Regions from separate parts of the Mus musculus genome. Here region 2 is linked to region 1. Evidence: chromatin contacts called from public HiChIP or PLAC-seq data. All regions are on one chromosome and are shown on one strand. Each heading gives the region's core, a stretch centred on a gene start, on an enhancer-like site or on the middle of the called end of the contact. The rest is flanking DNA. Distances are from core to core; before and after follow the strand shown.

What was found. HiChIP or PLAC-seq counts read pairs in DNA pulled down with a chosen protein or histone mark.
Region 2: a CTCF HiChIP or PLAC-seq map of the NIH/3T3 cell line shows a contact between it and region 1, with 11 read pairs. The contact joins the promoter of Pdpk1 here to the promoter of Prss30 in region 1. A contact is called at or near these places in 1 of 39 promoter capture datasets (maxillary cranial neural crest), 1 of 15 datasets of contacts at CTCF or cohesin (the NIH/3T3 cell line), 4 of 484 Hi-C or Micro-C datasets (bone marrow-derived macrophages, embryonic fibroblasts and embryonic stem cells), 3 of 115 datasets of contacts at active chromatin or transcription factors (effector CD8 T cells, embryonic stem cells and pancreatic cancer cells) and 2 of 9 other capture datasets (liver and pancreatic islet).

The regions. Positions count from the first base shown.
Region 1 is chr17:23,973,691-23,976,515 of GRCm38.p6, forward strand. It overlaps Prss30 (protease, serine 30), which reads right to left and starts at 1,540. Exons shown (of 6, transcript NM_013921.3): 1 at 1,439-1,540; 2 at 530-556; 3 at 251-416; 4 at 1-158. The coding sequence starts at 1,490. All of the region lies in intron 2 of Gm41546 (a long non-coding RNA gene), which reads left to right.
Region 2 is chr17:24,139,664-24,142,948 of GRCm38.p6, forward strand. Pdpk1 (3-phosphoinositide dependent protein kinase 1) reads right to left here and starts at 1,931. Exons shown (of 14, transcript NM_011062.4): 1 at 1,774-1,931. The coding sequence starts at 1,797. Gm33409 (a long non-coding RNA gene) reads left to right here and starts at 1,900. Exons shown (of 2, transcript XR_876671.3): 1 at 1,900-2,497; 2 at 2,788-2,935.

The sequences.
Region 1 (2,825 bases), core at 290-2,789:
CCAGCTGCACCAGGGCAATGTCTCCGCTAGACGCATCTGCCCAGAGGTAGGTGGGATGCACGAAGATGTTCCTCACGGCCACTAAAGTTGAGTGGGGTTCCAGAAGGGAAAGTGTCAGCCCTCCAACCTTCACATGGTAGAAGCTAGGGTTCAGAGACCTAGGAAGAGACAGGCCCAGCCGGTTGAGGCATCTGCTGAAGAGCGGCAGAGTTAGGAGAACAGCTGCCACTCTCCACCCTACCTCACTAACCTGCGGAAGCAGTGGGCAGCCGTGAGCACCCACACCTCGTGGATGAGGGAGCCCCCGCATATGTGGCCATCCTCGGTTATCCACAGGCTGACTTGCCAAGGCCATTGTCCTTCCAAAGCATCTTGACCACCCACGATCTTTCCAGCATCTCGGGAGTGGCCACATACTGCAGAGGGACCTTCTCAGAAAGCCAGTCCCTCTTGGGTCCCACCATCTCCAACAACTCCTTTCATCCCCTGCCCTGGACTTTTCCCTGGGAAACTCTGGGCCGTTCATTACCTGAGGGCAATATATCTCCACGTGCCCCTAAAAAACAAGAGAAGGTTTCTCAATGGGCTCTGACAGATACTTACAAGTGACCAAACCACTAAGAATAAGCAACCACGGGCTCAGCCTTAAATGGGACAATCCACAGCCACATCAACACCCTCCCAAGCTCCAGGACATCACGGAAGAGGAGGCAGAGAGAATGCATGCAGAAGGAAATGCTGCCTTCTGGACACGGCGTGGTGGGTGCATCCATGTAGCTACTCACAGCCGTTATAGAAGAAGCCTGCATAAGACCTGCGCAAGGTCAGGCCGTCAACAATCCACTGTGGATGGGGAGTGGATCCCAAGGCCCACCCCTCACTGAGGAGCCATTGCAGTTGTGACTGAGAGTAACTTTTTGGGGATGTGACCACCGGTGGGTTGCCCATGCTCCACTGGGTGGTCCACCCCCATGGGCGTGTGGACGGCAGTGGCTGGACTCAGAGTTGCAGCAAAAGAAGAAGAGGGGGAGAAAGGAGAGATGAAGACGATGTTGGAAGTGCTAGGTCTCAGGGGAGGTGGGGGGGGGGCAGGCTGTGGATATAATCAAAATAGATTGTATACACAGAAAATTCTCCAAATAGAATTTAAAAAACAACAACAAATTCAAAACAAGAGAAGGAGCCTGGCTGAACATCTCATTCATGAAGTTCTTATCATGAGACCTGACTCATGATAAGACAACAGCCATCTTCTCTTTTCCCCTTCCCCTGTCTTTCTTGGAGGATCAGTGGACACATGAGGTTTGGCCTCCTACTCTCAGCCCCCTCCAGGTTGTCTAGGGAGAGCGGCTAAGGATGATAAGGAAGCAGGAAGATGGAGGAAGGGTGTGGAAGCCATCATGGGAGGAAGGAGTTGGAAGGAATCAACACTCCTTACTTGTCAGGATCTGCAGCAAAAGAAGAAAGATGCACCTTGCCCGGGACTCCATGGCTCCTCTCCGGTCCACAACGCAGTGGGGTTAGAGTCCTTGAAATATCTAGGGGAGGGTTGCATTTCAGTGTTTAGAGGCAATCAAACTGGAACTTAATTGCCTGACAGGACCCGCCCAATCAGACTCCTATTCTGCATGCAGTTCCAGGGATGTGGTTTAGTGAAGGCCAGGAAACTCAGGGGCCATCAGGAGCCAGAGGCGATAGGAGCCGCCTGCCTGTCAGTCCACCTGTGAGGTTGGTACAGGAAAGTCTCACCCAGGAAGCCAGAAGACTCCTGCCCTACCTGGCCCCACACCAAATGCCAAGATGAGAGAGGAACACCAATGCCCAGGCTCCCTTCTCAACACTGTGGCTCAAGGCCCTCACTTGGCCAACCTTATTTAAGAACTAGGAGCCCATGGGAGTCCTGTTGGTCACTGTGGAAACAAATGTAGCCAGGGTTTGCCCTCCAGTCCAGGAAGTATCAACTCAGAAATACTCAATGGTTTTTTAGGAAGATATTTCCTTCTGCCACTATGACGACTTCAAATTCCCCACTACCACGCAAGGGACAAAAGACAGACTAGGGTCAGCCTCCAGCCTTGCTGTGCCCGCCCTTGCTGCTTCTCAAGGTCTCAAACCACGACTCCAACGAACCCCTCAGTGGGTTCTTGAATCTGGGTGTTTGAGGTGTGTCTTCCCTCTGCCAGCTGCACTGCCCTTGTCCAGTGCTGGCCTCTGACTTCTAGTGGCCACAGAGGTTCCTGGCCTCTGACTTCTAGTGGCCACAGAGGTTCCTGGCCTCTGACTTCTAGTGGCCTCAGAGGTTCCTGGCCTCCTGTTTGCTGTTTTCTCAGAATTTCTAGGGCAGACCTGGCCCTGCCTCATCTCGGATACAGGAATAAGCAGCCTAGTGCTTCCGGCTCATGGCTTCCTCTCCAAGCTCACTGCTTTTCAGACCACAGGACTGGCTCCACAGGCCCTTCTGCATCTCTAAATGTTAACAGTTCCTGGCTCTCACTATTCTTATAGCTGTAGTTAACTTCTTAAACATTTAAAAATCTTTTTGCTTTTTCAGGTATCTGTTTAACTTTAGACCAAGCTGATAATTTGCAAAATTTTTCATTTTCCATGTAACAGGGTTTCTGTGACCTCCTGGCCCCTTGCTGGACACGCCTGGGTTGAAGTATGGTGCTGAGTTTACTCTGCTACATGTGTTATTAAGTCCTCACCTCTAAGCACCAGGCACTCACTAATCTGTGACATGAATAGTCCCCTCTCGGAATTCGATGACACGAGCCTCATTTTGAGCCTCAGTATAGGCAACATCATTAAGTGATTAAATATAGCAA
Region 2 (3,285 bases), core at 681-3,180, 170 kb after region 1:
CTATTGGCATTACAAGGGAAAAGGGGAAAGGCTTTGAGGAAAATTAATTGAGACAGTGTAGCAAGCCAGGTTAAAGTTCAAATGCAAATACACTTTAACTATGCAAATCTCCGGTTCTCAGACCAAAAAAAAAAATCCATCAATGGAACCATCTCTGCCTTTCCTAACAGGAAGGAAGCAAAGCATATTCTCACATGTGCATATATGACAAGATGCACGGCCTACTTCTTCTCATTTTCTTACAGAGAAGTCTATTGTGTTTATTCTGTAATTTCTTCTGCTCACTAGGCTCCAGTGCTCTTAACACTGAAAAAGCTGTCTGATGAGAAGAAAATTGTAGATATCAAATGCCTACCACGGAAGTGTCAAGACAAAGTGAGAAAACACACTTTTCCTCTTCCCATAGACACCATCAGATACACACCTTACACATTGCAAAAGCATCTCTGTGTCAAAGTTCACTTCATAAATATCCAAAGTACTGTCACTCTGACTTCCACGATTCATGTTTTTGCGTGCTAGCCCAAGCACCCCGGGGTAAAGACACAAGTGTTGCAACACCCTTTTTTGCCTTTCACCATTTTTCTCAGCTGGATAGGTCCTCCTCCTTTTAGAATTTGGATTAATTACCATCCATCTCACAGTAGAGGGTTATAACTTCAAGTCCATGGATGAGATGCAGAAGGCTCTTGAGCCTCTGGTAGCAACAAAATTCCGTGCAACTGTGTATGCTTCTCAAAAGGAGCCCATACTTTGATTCTTAAAGGGGCTCATGACCCTCCAAAAACCACTACCACAGACACATCCTAGACCATACTGAACCAAGTGAGTTTCTTCAGTCCCCTCGAATAAAGAGACCAACAACCCTCTTCCCATCCCGCCCCACTCCCTGAAAGCTGGAGTGAGGATCGAACCCAAGAGCCCTGAACATGTGAAGCAAGCAGATTACCACTGAACCACAGCCCTAGCCCAAGGAGGTTTGCCTTTTGAACCAAATCTTGCTCGGCGTCTGACATCTTCTCATCAGCCACTTCATATCTCATACAAGGCAGACACGCTGATCTAAGAACTCTAAAACTTACCAGAAAATACAACTATGGATACTTATTTAACAACACAGAGAAAACAAACATTTCACCCAACAAGTGGTTGGTTTTGTCGTCCTCGTCCTTCCGCCCGCCCCCCCCAACCCCTCCTCCCTGTCAAACTTAGGCTGCCCTCGCTGGGGCCTCTAAGCCCGGCCTCCCAGGGCTTCCCACCTCACTGAGCGTAGAACTGCAGGCAAGAGGAGGACCGAAATGCCCCGCTGACCAAGAATCTGGAAAGGAGCCTCCAGCATCAGGTGCTACAAGCAGGAACTCACATCTCCTGCTTCCCAGGAACCTCCTCCAGGTAAAGGATGGAGAATGCTCCTCCTCGGGCAGGACCTCAAGGTAAGCCCAGAGGCTCGGCTCCAGGCTGCACAGAGCCGAAAACAAACTTTCCAGGCACTTCCACCCCGCCCGACCGGGTGACACCTCCCGGCCTCCCCCGCCCTCCGTGCCCTGTCAGCGCCCCCGGCTGCCGCCGACAGCCCGAGCCGGGGCCCGCATTCCCTGCCGCAGCCGAGAGGAACCCTCGGCCGGTGCCAACAGTCTTGCCCGCCACCCAGCCGCAGGTGAGGCGCCGCCCGGCCCGCGACACCGGGCCGCCCCGCCTCGCCCAGCAGAACCCAGGCGACCGCCACGCTCCCGGGTAACGGACCGGTGCGCCCTACAGCAGCCGCGCGCTCACCAGCTGGCTGGTGGTCCTGGCCATGAGCCCCAAGTCGGCGCGGGCGCCTCCCCCGCAGCGTTGCGCTGCTCGGCGCCTCCTCAGCGTCCTCCTCCCCGCGGCGGAGCCCCAGCAATGGCCGCCCTCATCCTGCGCCCGCCCCGCCGCCTGCCGCCCCCAGCGCCACCCCGCCCCCGCGCGACGCTAAGCAGGACTTCCGCGACGTAGCCGCCGCTCCTCTCGCCCATTGGTCAGTATAGCTGTCATTGGCGGCGGGCCGTGAGGGCCCCGCCCCCGACCAAGAGCCGTATTTCCGGGTTGGGGCCCGGCGCGCTTGTCGAGGGAGGCTGAGCGAGCCAATCAGAAGTGACGGGGAGGGGCCGGGGCCGGAGCGCCGAGCTGTCATCCGCGTTCCCTGTCAGGTAAACTGAGGCTCCGTAGCCAGCGGGCCAAGGTCACGCCTGGGGCAGCAGCAAGGCTGAGCTCGAACCTACTGCCAGGACAACTTGAATCTGATTCACAGGTCACGAGTAATCTGGGAGAGAAATTGGGCTATGATTTGAAGCAGAAAACAAGCCGTCCTGTCACTCCTGATGAACCTGTTTTTGCCAATATTTTGATGGACGTCTTTGTGAGCTTGCTTTTTTTTTTTTTTTCCTTTCCCAGCAGGATCTCACTATCGAGAACAGACTGGCCTCCTACTTGCGGCAATCCTGTCTCAGCCTCCCAGCTGCTGAAATGACAGGTATGCCACATCCTCCTTTAGTTGTCATTATGACAACCGCTGTAGATGTTTTTTTAAATTATGGTGAAACGCATACAATTTTTGTAAACTTTTTGCGCTGTGTGTACAGTGTATGTGTGTGTCCACTTTGTGGGTTTGTCAGATGTCTTCCTATACCAGTCGCTACCTGGAACTTGCTGATCCCTCTTGGCTGGCTGGCTGGCCAGTGAGATGCAGTGGTCCCCCTGTCTCTGTTTTCCCAGGGGTGAAGGTACAGACACACCCCCACCATCTCCAGCTTTCTTTTACAGGAGTGCTGAGGACTTGCCTGCATAGCAGGCATCATACTGAGCCATCTCTACAGACCTTCCCCATTTTTTTTTCAGTGTTGGGAATTAACTCAAGACCTCACACATGCTAGATCATCTCAAAATTAAATGTTTCTAAATTACACCCATAGCCCTTGCGCCCTTTGTTTTTTGTGGTGTTTTTGAGACAGTGTCTCAGTATGTAACCCTGGCTAGCCTGGACATCACTATGTAGACTGGGCTTGTCTTGAATTCATGATCTTTCTGCCTTAGATTTCCTAGTGCTTGGGTATAGGTATTCACCACCCTTTCCAGATATTTGTCATTTGTGTAAAATAATTTAAAGTGCTGAAAATTACTGTGAGTATTCAGCCTTAAATGGGGCATCTAGAACCAGGTCATAGTGGCTTATTCCTTTGATCTCAGCACTCAGGAGGCAGAGGCAGGGCTACACAGAGAAACTCTGTCTTGCAAAACAAACAAACACAAGATAAATAAAAG